Linked DNA regions of Sus scrofa: region 2 is linked to region 1. Evidence: chromatin contacts called from public HiChIP or PLAC-seq data. All regions are on one chromosome and are shown on one strand. Each heading gives the region's core, a stretch centred on a gene start, on an enhancer-like site or on the middle of the called end of the contact. The rest is flanking DNA. Distances are from core to core; before and after follow the strand shown.

Region 1 (7,604 bases), core at 1,598-4,097:
GCAAGAAGAATATAGGACTAGCAGAGGGAGAAGTTGAATTCTGATGTAGTTGCAATGGCGGCCTCAGCCAATCACACAGGGAGCTCAGAGGCTGAGCTGGTCCTGCGGGGTTGCCCTAAGTGGAGGCTTTAGATCTTCTCTGTTGACCACTAGTGGGCAGCTCACAGGAAGGGGAGATAACTCCAGATGAAGCAGTGTCTTTCAGTTAAGAAAAATTCCTGGGTCGGAGTTCCCTGGTGACACACCCGGTTAAGGATCTGGCATTGTCACTGGGGGAGCTTGGGTTGGATCCCTGGCTGGAGAACTTCTGCATGCCACTGGAATGGCCAGAAAAAAAAAGAACAATTCTTATGGAGGGACAATTTCTGGGTGAATGAGGGGCTCAGTCTTAGAGGGTGATCTGGGCAGAGATCATCTTGTCTGGCCAGTCGAGCTGTTGGTCCCAAAGTGTGGTTCCCAAACCAAGAGCATCAGCATCACCTAGGAACTTGTTAGAAATCCAACATCTCTGGCCTCCCCCAGACCTGCTGACTCCAAAACTCTAGGTATAAGCTACAGCAGCCTGTGTTTTAACACACCCTCCCAGTTCTTTGCATGTGGTAGAAGTTTGAGTTCTAAGGTACTATGGGGAACATGATCTAGCGGGTGACTGCTAAACATGTGACGAAAACTCCTCTGGTCCTGGGTCATGTTTCCGAGGACATGTAGAGAGGCACATTTGACTATGGGACATGGATGTAGAGTGATATCTATTTATAATTTCCTTGGTCAACTTTTCCTTGTTCATGTGTTTCTCAATGGACTGATCCACCTGTTTGCGCCCTAAGGTTTTTCTCAAAGAAAGTTCCAGGAGTTTTCAGGAAGGACCAGGGTCCTGAGCCGCATGAGCCTCTGCGAACTTTGACATTAATCTTAGACAGCCTAGTGGAAAGGCAGTGGGCTCTGGCATCAGGAGAACCTGGTTGACCGAAGGAGTTCCTTTTCTTTTTTCTTTTTTTTGTCTTTTTGCCATTTCTTGGGCCGCTCTCGCGGCATATGGAGGTTCCCAGGCTAGGGGTTGAATCCGAGCTGTAGCCGCCGGCCTACACCACAGCCACAGCAACGCGGGATCTACACCACAGCTCACAACAACGCCGGATCCTTAACCCACTGAGCAAGGCCAGGGATCGAACCCGCAACCTCATGGTTCCTAGTTGGATTCGTTAACCACTGTGCCACGATGGGAACTCCAGGAGTTCCTTTTCTTGTCTGCAAAAGAATGGGGCTGATGAGTAAGGGGACATCACACATGGTGACTGCTAAACATGTGAGGTCCACTTTCATGTCCAGTGTCCCCTGTTCAAGGTTCTGCTCTGCCGTCACCACACCTCTTCCCATCTCAGGGCTGTTCCCCCATCAACAGGGTGGAAGGGCACTGATCTTGATGGATTCTGAGGTTCCCTGCATTCTATTTAAGCGCCTATGAGTGGGAGTCACGTTGGTCACCCTTGTCCTCCAGACATTTGGGGAGAGTCGTCCAGGGTGTTTAAAATCTCCCTTCAAATACAGTCCCAAGCCCTGGCCTGGCCCCATTGTGATCTGGCGTCTGGATGCTTCTCAGACCTGCCCTCCTCCTCACCGTACACACTCTGGCTGCTCTGTCCCTTCCCCGTCTTTGAGCAGGCCAGCCTTCCCCCCATTTGACGGCCTTTGCATTTCTGACACCCTCTCCCAGATCATTCCACACCGGTTCCCCAGCTCCTTGCTGCATGACTGACTCCTTCTCATCTTCCGGGTGTCTGCTCATTGTCACCTCCTTGGAGAAGTCTTCCCTAATCACCCCCCTTTCTCAGCACCCTCCCCTGCCTCAGTTATGATTGATCGATTGCACCAGCCCATCTGTTTTCTGCAAAGTGCTTTTCATGACCTGAAGCTCTCTTGCCTTGTTTTGTTGTGGGTTTACTTGACTATCGTCACTTGAATGTACAGCTCTGTGAGGCTGGAACCTCTGATCTGGCCCAACTCATGACAGTGACTCTAAGTAATGACCCTCATGCACAGTAAGCACTCAAAGAATAGTTTTGAGGAGTTCCTGGTGTGGCACAGCGGAAACGAATCTGACTAGGAACCATGAGGTTATGGGTTCGATCCCTGGCCTCGCTCAGTGGGTTAAGGATCTGGCATTGCCGTGAGCTGCGGTGTAGTTTGCAGACACTGCTTAGATCTGGTGTTCCTGTGGTTGAGGTGTAGGCTGGCAGCTGTAGCTCTAATTCGACCCCTCGCCTGGGAACCTCCATATCCCGCAGAGGCAGTGATAAAAAGCGAAAAAGGAAAAGACTAGTTTTGAGTAGGTGAGGGAGTGGAGACGTACCTGGGCACCCTGCCTGGCATTCTCTCTCTCTCCTTGACCAGGCCCCTTTGGCTCTCATCACTGAGACATGGGTTTCAACAGACAGGCCCATTTCCTCACGCCATCAGGGTACTGCACTCACAGGGCTTGCTACCCAGCCTCAGGAACCGGCGGGACGTGCCGGATGGGCTGGGCCTGGCTCTGCTGCCCTGGATGCCCCCTCCCAGCATCTCAGGTCTCTGAGGCCAGGAGAGAGAGAGCAATGAGAAAAAGGGACTGGCCCTGGCTTTGCCTGCAACGAGCCAGCAAATACACACACGCACACCAACAAGCCAGCAAACACACACATGCACACCAACAAGCCAGCAAATACACACACGCACACCAACTAGCCAGCAAATACACACGCGAACACAGGCATCTGGTTTTGAATTTCAGTGAGGATGTGTCAGCAGAGCCTGGGTTACGCCAGCCAGGGGTGGGTGGGGAGGGAGACAGAGGGGGTTATGTCACTGGTGAGGTGTGGTGGTGTAATGTAGGGTGACAACATCATGCAGGCCCGGATGTGGTGTCAACAAACACGAGCGGGGCTTCGGGCTGGGAGCGGGGGAAGTGTTGGGGTGACCCCTCGGGGAAGGGAAGAGCAATGGTACTTTCCTGGGCAGGTCGACCAGATGCCAGGTGCTTTCGCATGAGAAATCCATAAGGATTCTTACACTGGCCAGGCAGAGCTCATATTCCTGGTGTCACTTTCACATGTAAGGAAATTGAATTTATTGAAGAAGTGTGCCCAAGATCATTTGTCCCATGCGTAGAGCTGGATCCCACGGCAGTTCTGTTAGTGCTATTTCCCTGTTCTTAGGGCCTCTGGGTGGGCCAAGCGGCTGACCACGTTCTCAACTAACAGAGCAACGCATCTGAATCTCACCAGTTTTTTCCAGGGGTCTTTGACTTTCCCTGGGAGGAATCCTTGGCTCCTTTCTTCATGTTCCCATATATTTGCAGTTCTGCAGTTGAAACATGGTAAGTTGCTGGCCTTTTTAGGTCCTAAGCAGACTAATTGTTGCAATTTCACATAGTTTAGCCTAACTCTCTCATCATTCCACTTTCTAGCCTCCTTCCACTTGTATCTATCTCTTAAAAAGGGCTGAGCTCACGGAGGGCAGGGCCTCAAAGGGCAGGGGAGTTGGCGGGTTTGGATGCTACCCATCCAAGGGAAGAAGATGCTCTCGGGAGACAGAGAAAGGAAATTTTCATTTACCAAGTGTCTTCTCTATGCCAGGTCTTCTGGGTGCTTCTACACATATTCTTCTCTAATCTCCAGTTCAGCCCTGTAGGTGTTTGTCTCCTTGTTGTAGAAGAGGAAACTGAAGTTCTAAGTGCCTTTTTTGTTTGTTTGTTTTGCTTTTTTAGGGCTGAATCCCCAGCATGTGTTGGTTCCCAGGCTAGGGGTCCAATCGGAACTGTAGCTGCCGGCCTACACCACAGCCACAGCAACATCGGATCTGAGCCACATCTGCGACCTACACCACAGCTCACCGCAACGCCAGATCCTTTACCTACTGAGCGAGGCCAGGGATTGAACCTGCAACCTCATGGTTCCTGGTCGGATTTGCTTCTGCTGCACCATGGCGGCAACTCTTCTAAGTGCCTTTTGATGGACCACACAGCTTAGGAAATGGCAGAGCTGAGCTCAAGGCCAGGCTCATCTAACTCAAGAGTCAAATTCTTTTCACATGAAGAACCTTGTTATTTGAAGGACTCCATCACGTGCAGATTTTAGTACCATGCACTTCAGGGACGAGGCTATCTAATTATCCATTGGCTTATTCATTTTGCATATACTTATAAGAATTCTTACTATATATAAAACATGGTAAATGGTTGGGGATAGTGCAGGGACTACAGCAGGCCTGGTTATGGGTCTCACAGAGGCCATGGTTTAGCTCCTTAGTCCCTCGCTAAGAAGTGGTGGATTTATTCATCATTCACTAACTGATTCATCCATCTATCCAGCCGTCCATCCATCATCTCCATCCATCCATCCCCTTATCATTCAGATATTCATTCAATTGACTCGCACATTTATGCATTCATTTTTTCACATGCTCAATCATGTACTCATTTAATCATGTTTTTACTCTTTCCTCCCATTTATCCCTTCAAGCGCTTAAACGTTTATTCGTTTATTCTCTCTGATTCATTCTTTGATTTTCCTCTTCCCTTCACTGATCCACTTAATGAGCTCTAATGCATTTACGCATTCACTTACTCTCACTTTCATTCATTCCTTTCAATCATTTACTCATTAACCACTTATTAGGCCTGTCCTGTGTGTTGGGGACCCCACAGCTATGAGCTCCATAGGGAGGCAGCTGCTGTCCTTGTCCTCTTCAGAAAGCCAGTAAAGGAGAGTCCTCTGAGGCGTCTGTCTAGAGGGAGCCTCCAGGAGCTGTGGAGGGCAAGGGCGTGAACTACAGCCTGCCCGGTCCTCTTCCTAATCCTGGGAGGCTCTCAGGGGAGGCAACAAGCTTCACAAAGGGTCACCTAGGAAGGGATGGATGGGGAGAAGCTGCCCGCCTTCAGCTTTTTGTCTTTTCTCCCTTCTTGTCCGAGAAGACTGCCCAGCAAGTGCTTGGTCTTCCCTGATTCTGGGCAGGGGCTGAGGAGTGACTCAGGGCAGAGGCAATGCCCAGGGTCATAGAACACCTCATGGTGTTCCATGAGCCTTATCTCGGGCCTGTGTGGCAACTGCAGACAGAAGCCACAAGAAGGGGAGGAGCTTGGTGTTGATCTCATCAGTAATTGTTTTGCACCGGTCTGAGGATGGGGCAGAGGTAAGAAAAGGAGCTGGGCTGCAGCAGAAGGACTTCAGAGCAGATCCCTGGAGGAATTGCCTGGCATTAGTGCCGTAAGGTCAAAGGGAGATACTGCAGCTGCTTTTTATTCTGTCTCCAATGTCCAGGGCTCATGGTCAGACCTTCAAGGTGGAACACACAGGACTAGGAGTTTGGATTTGAATCAAAAGCCTCTCTGCTATTCATTCCCATTGTGGCCATTTCTTCTCTAGATTTCTCTCCTGTGAGCATCTGGGTCTTAATCAGCCTTGTAGGGTTATGGTGAGGGTTAAATGCCACAGTATGTGAAAGTGACTAGCCCGACCAATGCCTGGCACCTGTACGTCTAGAGAACTATCTGTGGCATCTGAATTCTGGCAGTTCTCTGCCCCCTGGTAGTCCAGTAAAAATAGACCTGAAGAGTTATTAACATGTTTTAATTTATGGGAGCATAGAATGTTTACTCACGTTGGTTATCAGCTGTCAGGTTTTGGAGTGAGACAGACCCAGGAATGATTTAGAACTGGGTATGTACTGGGGAGTAGGTTCAGGAGAAAGATGAGAGAATGGACTGGAAGAGTCAATGAAGATGTCAGGAAGATGCTTAATCCACGTTTGGCCCAGTGAAAAGAGAGGGTTGGGAGAAAAATAACCACTGAAGAATTTTTTTTTTTTTCTTTTTAGGCCTGCACCCGCGGCATATGGAAGTTCCCAGGCTAAGGGTTGAATCTGAGCTGTAGCCGCCTGCCTTCACTACAACCACAACGATACCAGATCCACGCCTTGACCTACACCACAGCTCATGGCCATGTCAGATCCTTAACCCACTGGGTGAGGCCAGGTTTTGAACCTGCGTCCTCATGGATACTAGCCAGATTCGTTTCCACTGAGCTATGACGGGAACTCCGCCACTGAAAAATTTTAAACAGGAGGCGTATGTCCAGATTTTGTTCTTTACAAAGAGCAATCGGGCTGCTAAGGACAGTGGCATTTGAGGGAGTCAGAAGTAGGTGCAAGGAAGTTCAGGCTGGAGGCTCTTGCTGTGGTCCAGGTGAGGTGGCTAGAGCCAGGTGGTCAAGGAGGAGCTCAAGGTGAGCTGGGTCAGAACTGGTTTATCTTTGTGAAGGGCAGGTGGAGGAGTTTTGGCAAAAACATTAGAAATTGTTCTAGGCTCTCTGCTATTATTCTGTAAGACTCTGACCAGCGTGAACTCTGCACTTCTTTTGAAGAAGAGTTTGGTACTATACATCCAAGGCCTTACCTGTCTCCATTCTCTTTGGTTCAATGATTTCACTGGAAGATTGTGCAAAGAGGTTATCTACACTATGGAAGAAGGTTTGAGTCAGTCAGTGGTTCTTCTTCTTTTTTTAATGGCTACACTCATGGCACATGGAAGTTCCCAGGCCAGGGACTGAATCCAAGCCAGAGCTGAGACCTGCGGCAATGCTAAATCCTTTAACCACTGTGCCAGGCCAGGGATTAAACCCTCACCTCTGCAGCAACCTAGACCACTGCAGTTGGATTCTTAACCCACTGACCACAGCAGAAACTTCAGTCAGGGATTTTTTTTTTTTTTTTTTTTTTGGTCTCTTTAGGGTTTCACCCACCACATTTGGAAGTTCCCAGGCTAGAGGTCGCATTGGACCTGCAGCTACCAGCCTACGCCATAGCCACAGCAATGTTGGATTAGAGCCACGTCTCTGCACTATACCATAGCTCATGGCAATGCCAGATCCTTAACCCACTGAGCGAGGCCAGGAACCAAACCTGTGTCCTCATGAATACTGATACGGTTCATTACCGCTGTGCCGTGATGGGAACTCAGAGTCAGGGATTCTTTTTTTTTTTTTTTTTTTTTTTTTTTGTCTTTTTTTTGTTGTTGTTGTTGTTGCTATTTCTTGGGCCGCTCCCGGCGGCATATGGAGGTTTCCAGGCTAGGGGTTGAATCGGAGCTGTAGCCACCGGCCTACGCCAGAGCCACAGCAACGCGGGATCCGAGCCGCGTCTGCAACCTACACCACAGCTCACGGCAACGCCAGATCGTTAACCCACTGAGCAAGGGCAGGGACCGAACCCGAAACCTCATGGTTCCTAGTCGGATTCGTTAACCACTGCGCCACGACGGGAACTCCAAGAGTCAGGGATTCTTTGCTGCACACATACTCTGTGCTAGGCCCTGAGGATATCTCAGGGAAACACATGGGAAAGATTTTTAAGGGCTGCTGAGGTCTTTCATCTAGTTATATTTCATCTAGATATTTACTGAATATATTTAAGTGTCTGTCCTTTAAGGCTCTGGGTTTGCAACAAGAAACAAAAGAGATATGGTGTCTGCATTCTTATTTATTTATTTATTTTGTCTTTTCTAGGGATGCACTCACGGCATATGGAAGTTCCCAGGCTAGGGGTCGAATCGGAGCTATAGCCATTGGCCTACA
Region 2 (7,604 bases), core at 2,857-5,356, 330 kb before region 1:
ACTTTGGTGTCCTGCGTTCTGCTTTTTTCTTTTTTGATTTTCCCTAGATTTTGCCCTAGTTGGTTCTTACTATCTTGTTTACTATCTTGTTTATAGGGAGTTTTTTTTTTTTTCTTCCTGTTTTATCCATTTTAGTTTTCTTCATTAGGAGGCTTGGTCCAATCCAACTTACCATTACTAGAAGTGGCTGTCTTCCTTATTTGATTTTTTTTTTTTTTTTTTTTTGCTATTTTAGGGCTGCACTTGCGACACATGGAGGTTCCCAGGCTAAGGGTCGAATTGGAGCTGCAGCCGCCGGCCTATACCACAGCCATAGCAACTCGGGATTTGAGCCGCATCTGCGACCTACACCATAGCTCATGGCAACGCCGGATCCTTAACCCACTGAGCAAGGCCAGGGATCGAACCCGCATCCTCATGGATTCTAGTCAGGTTCGTTAACCACTGAGCCACGAAGGGAACTCCTTTTCCTTATTTGATCTTTGACAACCTTATGAGTTTCATGTGCAGAGATATAACTGGGCAGCTTTAATGGATGAGGGGAACTGAGGCTGAGAAAAGCGTAGTGTTGGTTAAAGTTAACCAGGTAAGTGGCACAGCCTGGAACTCCAGAGTTTCCTCTCCCTTCCTGCCTTTGAGCTTTTTTCTACTGGGTGTGTTCTTCAAACTTTGAATGAGGCAGGCATATGTTGAAAATATGTAATACCTTTACAAAATCATTTAATCATTTAGAGAGACCATTGACTGATAACTTACATTGTACAGCTGTTTCCAGATGCGGCATTTTAAATGAGAAATAATATTTTTTTTTTTTTCCAGCTGAAGTGAGTAGTGAGTACAGTATGGATAAGGCGATGGTTGAATTTGCAATCATGGATCGGGAACTAAACCATTATTTAAAGGCTGTTCAATCTACAATAAACCATGTAAGTTTATCTCACTCGGTTATATTTGGTTACAGCTGACTTAGAAATAGAAACACAAAACCAAAATTCTTCTCTAACCTTTAATATTTTCTTATCCTTACCATAGTAGCTATTAATATCTTCTTAATCAGGAAGTTCCTAGGATAGGAATCTTAAATATTTTCCCAGATTGGCCACCTGGGTTTAATTAAGGTATTACATCTATTTTAGATTTCCTTGCTTTTTTTTTTTTTTTTTTTTTGGTTCACATTTTTTAGTCTAAGCTTCCTTCACATGTGAGTGGTTTTTAAAATAAAATGCCCAGCAATTGCGTAGAACTTGTTTTTATTGTTGTATTTGCTTAAGCATACAATTTAGACCAGGTTTAGTTACTCATTCTCCAGCTTTAACTAATATACAGCTATTGCAAAATTCATAGAACCAGATAATAGGGAAGAGTTTTAGAGCATGTTTAAAAATAAAGAAGCTTGGCATTTTGGTCTTTCCAGAAGCCAAAGTTATCTTTGTTGGCTCCGGCTGTCACAGGAACAACACATAGGCAGTTAAGGTGGGAACATAGCAACATCCTTTTCAGCAGTACCGGGTTGAGTAAGAAATGAGCAATATGATTGCAGTAATGTTTCTGAGAAGTGCTTTGTCCTCTGAGCAGTGGAAACTCCCCTTTGAACTGATTTCATGTACCTGTGTAATTAGAAGTCTTGTACTTCTGGTTTCTTTATTTGCCTTTTCTTACTTATATCTATAGGAAAATTCCAAAAATCAAATATTTTACAAGCTTGGCTACTACTCAGGGGATGATAAGTTTTTTAATATGGTTTAATACCTAAGCCATACTTAAATGAGTATTGCATGGTTATATGTTCATGGTTATATGCATTTTTTTCCTGTTTTTTTTTTTTTTTTCTCTTTAAAATTCTTTTTTTTTTTTTTAATGGTTAATATTTATTAAGTGTAGCATTTGTGGCTAACTTAAGAATGTCTGTTTCTATCCAAGTAATAAACTCATTCAACTTATAAAATTCTGGTATTTCTAGCCATTGTGACTGTTAGTCTTGGTACTGTGAATATTTCTTCCGTAGGAAAATATGAAAATGACATCGTGTTGGAGTCTTTGAAACTGGATAGCAAAACACGTAGACCAAAGGTTTTTAACTTCAGCTGACTCCTAGGACAGTCTCTACACTGAAGAGATTCTGATTTCAATGGTTTGGAGCAGGATTGGAGCACTAGTGTTTTTTCAAAACTCATCCTAATGTGTATCCAGGGTTGAAATCCACTGACTTAAAAGAACAAGGCTGACTTTATAGAATAAAGTGTGTTTTTTCCCTAAGATCAGAGTTGGCTTATTATCTAGATCAATCCTGCTTTGACCCTTATATTCTGTGGAGGTTATTTGATAGGCCTTTGTATCTTTAACCTTGAGGTTTTGCAAATGTAACAGCAAGTGTATATTATAGATAAGAAAACAGATTTTGGAAGTTAACTCAATGTGGATTTTTTTTTTTCTATTAAACTCTAGGATTCACAGATACTTAAGGTATTTGTACATAAAAAAAATGAATTTTTCCTTCTTCAGAAAACTGAGTGACTCATAAAAAAGAAAAGAAGGAAAAAGTAAAAGCAACCCTCATCCACATTGAATAGCTAACAGCATTTCTTTCATCCTGAGGCCTCATCCCATTAGCCGAAGCCTACTAAACAGGAAAGTTTTTTGTTTTTTGTTTTCTGTCTTTTTAGGGCCACCCCTGCAGCTTATGGAGGTTCCCAGGCTAGGGGTCAAATTGGAGCTGTGGCTGCCGACCTACATCACAGCTCACAGCAACGCTGGATCCGAGCCACGTCTACGAACTACACCACAGCTCATGGCAACGTCGGGTCCTTAACCCACTGAGTGAGGCCAGAGATGGAAGCTGCATCCTCATCGATCCCAGTCAGATTCGTTTCCACTGCAGCACGACAGGAACTCCTGTACAACTCTTTAAAAATAGCAATGGCCTAGAGATCAGAAACTCTTCCAACCCCTGTGCTTCCATTTTCTAAGTTATGATCCTGGGTCAAGAAACTTAACCTCTTAGAACCTCACTTTCCTCACCTATAAAATTCTTGGCCTGCCTGTTTCACAAGATTATTATGTCACTCAGATTAGATAGTATGTATCAAACACTTTGATGTTCATAAAATTTGGTGGAGATAAAGATAATATGTTATTGCAAACCCAGACTTCTAAACAAAACTCCTTAGGAAGGTGGAACAGGATCTTTCTTAAAAACAAGTACTTTGCTCGCTTTATTTTAGGGCTTTGAAATAAAACTTTTATTGGCTTTGAACTGTCCTCCTCTGGAATTCAAGTATCATAGAGGATTAGCTATAAGCTAGTAAAGTTACAGTATATGGTATTTATGATCTCTAAGACAAAGCGACTGTTTTAAGTCTGATTATTAAGACCGAATACAGATGATAGGAACCTATATGAGTCCCTTTTAACTTCTGCCCTGCCAGACGTTTTTAGAGCTACAGTACTTCCGTTACTGTATCATTTGCCAAGATTTTCATCCACCTTGAGGTCTTTTTGTTGATGAATTTTCATATAGTCATAGAAAGTTGGAAAAAAAATTTTTTCATCATCAAAAAGCATTGAAGTTTATTATTTAAATAAAGGTCTCTCTCCCGCTCTCACCTTCACAGAATCCTGAAGGTTACACACCTCTGAGAAGGTTTTAGAAATTCACTTTGGAACCCTAGAGGTGTGGCTCAGTTTACCAACCATCCCTGCAAAGTCCCTTTGGCATTCAGTGGAAGCTCTCGGATTGCCATTCTTTGTCCTTTGAGAAAATAAAGCTACTGTATTTTACAATACCTGAAGATTTTATTTGGGATCAGTGTTTGTTTTAGTGCTCCAAAACTTTTTTTTAATAGGACTTTGTCCCAGCTATTTTGTAGAGGAAATACTATGCAGTGAGCACTTAAAAAAAAAAAAAAAAAAAAAATTCCCAGACAGCCTGTAAGTCATTTATAAAAACTTTCAGGATAAATGGGTTATATACCTGGCACAATTCTTGTTTGTAGTGTTGAACTGCAAAGAATTCTGTATGAACTCTTTGGAGACTTTTCAGTCATGAGACCACACATGTGATGAAAGTGTTTTGAAAGCTGTGAAATGGCACACAGATAGGCTATGATGCACTTACTTCTTTTATCGCTGTTAGTGCTGGGGAAAACTTTTCTCAGTTCCCTGTGGAGAACAGCGCGATGTCCCGAACCTGCGCTTTTGATGACCTAATGTTCCCTTCCGTGATTTCTAAGCTTTTATTATTTGAGTATTTTGAAGGAGCACTGCTGGCTGGCTTTTTTGTTCTCAAACACTCACTGAATAAATATTTTCTAAACACCTATGCACCAGGTACTTCTAGGTGCAAGAAATAGGAGGTCAGCAGCAAAGCCCACATGACCCCCCCCCTTCAGAATGTCTGAAGTCTGGAGAGGGAGTCCAACATTTAAGTAAGGGCAATACAGATGTTACTTAGTGATTGTCGTGCTGTGTACCACAAAGGCAGAGTGAAGTATTCAAGGACAGGGAATAACTCAGGGGGCATAATATCTGTGGGGGGATGATTGGTGGCTGGGGGACTCCTTCCTCATGAGGTGATATTTAATCTAAGATGAAAGTCAAATGAGCCTCCATATGGGGATCGTGATATGTAACTTCTCTGTCTTGAGTCACTCTTACATGTTGAAAGCATCTTTTAAAAAATTTTCTTGATGTCAGAGTTTCAGAGTGCCTTGACCACAACTAAGTCTGAATTTGAGAAAATTCAGCCAGAGAAGGTCTCCTTTTATGTACAGAAAGCGTAAAGTATGGAGAGTAGTTGAGTAGCCTACCTAAGGTTGGTCAAGGATTCATTCATTCACAGATGGGAGCGCCTACGGCTTGCCAGGAGCTGTGCTTATTAGTAAAGCAGGTTATGGTGATAGTTGATTTAAGAGTCATTTCATTACTGGTATTCTGCCTCTCAAGCCATTTCACTGACAAAGGCGATATCCCTCTTGAAGTCAGACTCTTTATCATGTATTGAACAAACAGTGGTAATACTGTGCACTGCGTATTTCTGGTTCTGGGTTTATGTAATGGTTTTGAACTAAACCTGAAGTCCTGTCTTGTGGTCTTCAGGTTCCAGAAGGTGGGCACCAGCTTAGTTCAGTGAATCCTCAAATCTATTCTCAAATACATGTTTTTTTCAAATAAGAGATGATAAAAGAGTCCAACCACTGTTGTGGGGGTGGTCCTCGCAACTTTTATATAACCTTAATTCTCATAGTGAAAAAGCGTGAGCTCCCCAAAGCCAAATGACAGATAGCCTAACAGATCAGATTAGTTACAGATGTTATTATTAACGGTCAGTGGTAAGATATACACTTTCTTTGCTTCTCAATGAGCAGTCTTGTCTTAGAGTTTAGCAAAAGTAAAGCTTAAGATTCACATTATACTTTGGCATTTATTTCTCATTATACTTAATTGTCCAGTTTCACTATAGCAAACTTTAAATCTTAGAAGAATTGTCAGATTTTACCTGTATATTGTTCTTTTAGTATGTGCTGCTTCACCATGTTACCTTATTGGAAAATCCAGAGCATTTGTATTTTCTCCACTTCTACTATTTTCTTTTGTGCTGCAAGCATCTTACAGATTATCTAAGATTTGAAAGCATTTAAATCAGATTGCTGCCACATAGTTGTTTGTGGTTTTTGAAGTCAGTGTTTTATAACAACTCCTACAAAAAGCCTAGGGAGGGAGGATATTTTCCTTATTAACCTAATAGGAGCAATTAGTTGCTAGATAAGTTCACTTGTATCGTTTCTTATAAATCTCTTCACAGATACACCCTGGGAACTGTGGTTCTCACCTGATAAGCTAACCTGAACATTTAATCTGCCTTTTAAAACTAGTATGTTGAGAGTTAGAAGAGTGGAAATATGTCTCATGTAACTTGTTTGAAACTCACACAGTCTTAGATAGAATAAAAGAATGAAGTGGGTCAAAGGTATAGCTTACCTGGGCCTTGACGTTATGCACCTAGTTTAGAATGTTTTTGGCTCTCACTTCCCTGTGCTTCCTCACCCTTCACCCTTCATCAGCTGGTAAGCTTTGCCTTTAGTAAATCTTATTTTAAAGTTAGCTCACTATCTATTACTTTAAATCTCATGGGGTTAAGTTGGGAGTTACTGTCTTAGTTAGGCCGGGGTTGGGGAGTACGTCTCACTTAGAAAGCTAATAATCTCTAGTAGCTGCAGAAAGTTCCAGGGCAGAGGCTGTGATTTATTGGCTATGATCATCTGCTGACCAAATGTAAGAGTACATCGCACATTATGCGTCATCGGCAAAAGAGGAAGGAGGGGAAATTCGTTTGGGATCATTACACTGGAGGATAGAAGATTCCTGAGCATGAGAGAAATTAGTATTGTCAGTGGACTAGCAAGAAGGTGAGAGGTGACAGTGGAATTAGTGAAAAATCTCTTGGAAACAGGTGGGAAAAAACTGCAGAATCCCCTCTTTTCCACTCCCTGCTTCCAGCACTTGGCCCTCCAGCCTGAGGTGTGGTCGCTTAATACCTTTCTTGTCAGAGTTAACAAATGCTCCATATATAAGCCTTCTCATCTATAGGAATACTGCCCAGATGTGGAAATTAGCCAGGGAAAAAAAGCTGACATAGGTATTCGTTCTTCAGCTTCTTGGCCACAGAATGTGTCTCTTTCTGTGATTACTGGTAACAAATTCCTACTCCATTGCTTTAGAACTCCCTCTGCAGTTATTCCCAACTTAAGGTTGTGTTTGGTAGTATTTTTTCTAATACACAGAGTGTTAGTTCTGGATATAATATTTCGCTAATTAAGTTACCTCTATAGGGAAGCATCAGATCTGAATCTCTTAGGTTACCCACTAAGGTAGCTGTAGAACATTCTGGTCTGTGCTATATTAAGGCTGAGTATCATGGGTAGTTTATAGAAATCCGTCTTGCTATTTTGCAGGTATTAAGTGTTGGATTTTATTCAGAATTCTAAAACGTTTACACTCTACTGGGCCTTAATGTGCCTCTCATGCAGCATTTTCACAAGTTTGCTCCATAATACTAATTCATCAGGATGTGAGTAAGTATAATAGGAAAAAAAAAAGGATTTTGTGGTCAAATAAGTTTGGGGAATGCTTGATTAAAAGAATTTCCTTAAAGACTCCAAAGCCTTTAATATGCTTTTATGCCTTGTGATTCTCCAAAGGAGGGATACTTAGTAATTTCCTAAACTTATTTACAAACCTCTTTGAGGACAGGACTGGTAACTCTACACAACCCACTGGGGAAAAGGCTTCTGTAGTCTGAGTTCCTACACCTTCCAGAAGAGGCCAAGAGATGGATCCAGCAGATCTGGCAGTTAGTGGTAGAGATGCTGCGGCATCCAGGGGACAGGATGTTCCTATGCAGAAGATCAGGAAGGGCCAGACCTCTGAAAAGACCATGCATTATTTCAGCAGTGAAAAAGAGGAAGCCAAAGTTTTTAAACACATGCAGTAATTGCTTGGCTCTCAGAGTCTCTGTTTGAAACAAATAAGACCCCTGTGTGGAGTATTGACTCAGGAAGGTGGAGAGAAGGCAGTGCTTTCTCTTTTTTTTAGGGCCACACCTGGGG

What was found. HiChIP or PLAC-seq counts read pairs in DNA pulled down with a chosen protein or histone mark.
Region 2: a contact with region 1 is called in an H3K27ac HiChIP or PLAC-seq map of alveolar macrophages. The contact joins two enhancer-like sites. A contact is called at or near these places in 2 of 2 datasets of contacts at active chromatin or transcription factors (alveolar macrophages and skeletal muscle).

What each region holds. Positions count from the first base shown.
Region 1 is chr4:14,206,709-14,214,312 of Sscrofa11.1, reverse strand. No RefSeq gene overlaps it. Among named protein-coding and RNA genes, the nearest start is that of TRIB1, 88 kb to the left of the region's middle. Within about 2 kb of position 2,847, at least 7 of the 83 cell types and tissues checked have an H3K27ac peak or open chromatin away from gene starts, as enhancers often do. A contact at or near this core is called in alveolar macrophages, where this site is marked.
Region 2 is chr4:14,540,958-14,548,561 of Sscrofa11.1, reverse strand. NSMCE2 (E3 SUMO-protein ligase NSE2) reads left to right here. Exons shown (of 7, transcript XM_021088938.1): 3 at 820-926. Among named protein-coding and RNA genes, the nearest start is that of WASHC5, 53 kb to the left of the region's middle. Within about 2 kb of position 4,106, at least 5 of the 83 cell types and tissues checked have an H3K27ac peak or open chromatin away from gene starts, as enhancers often do. A contact at or near this core is called in alveolar macrophages, where this site is marked.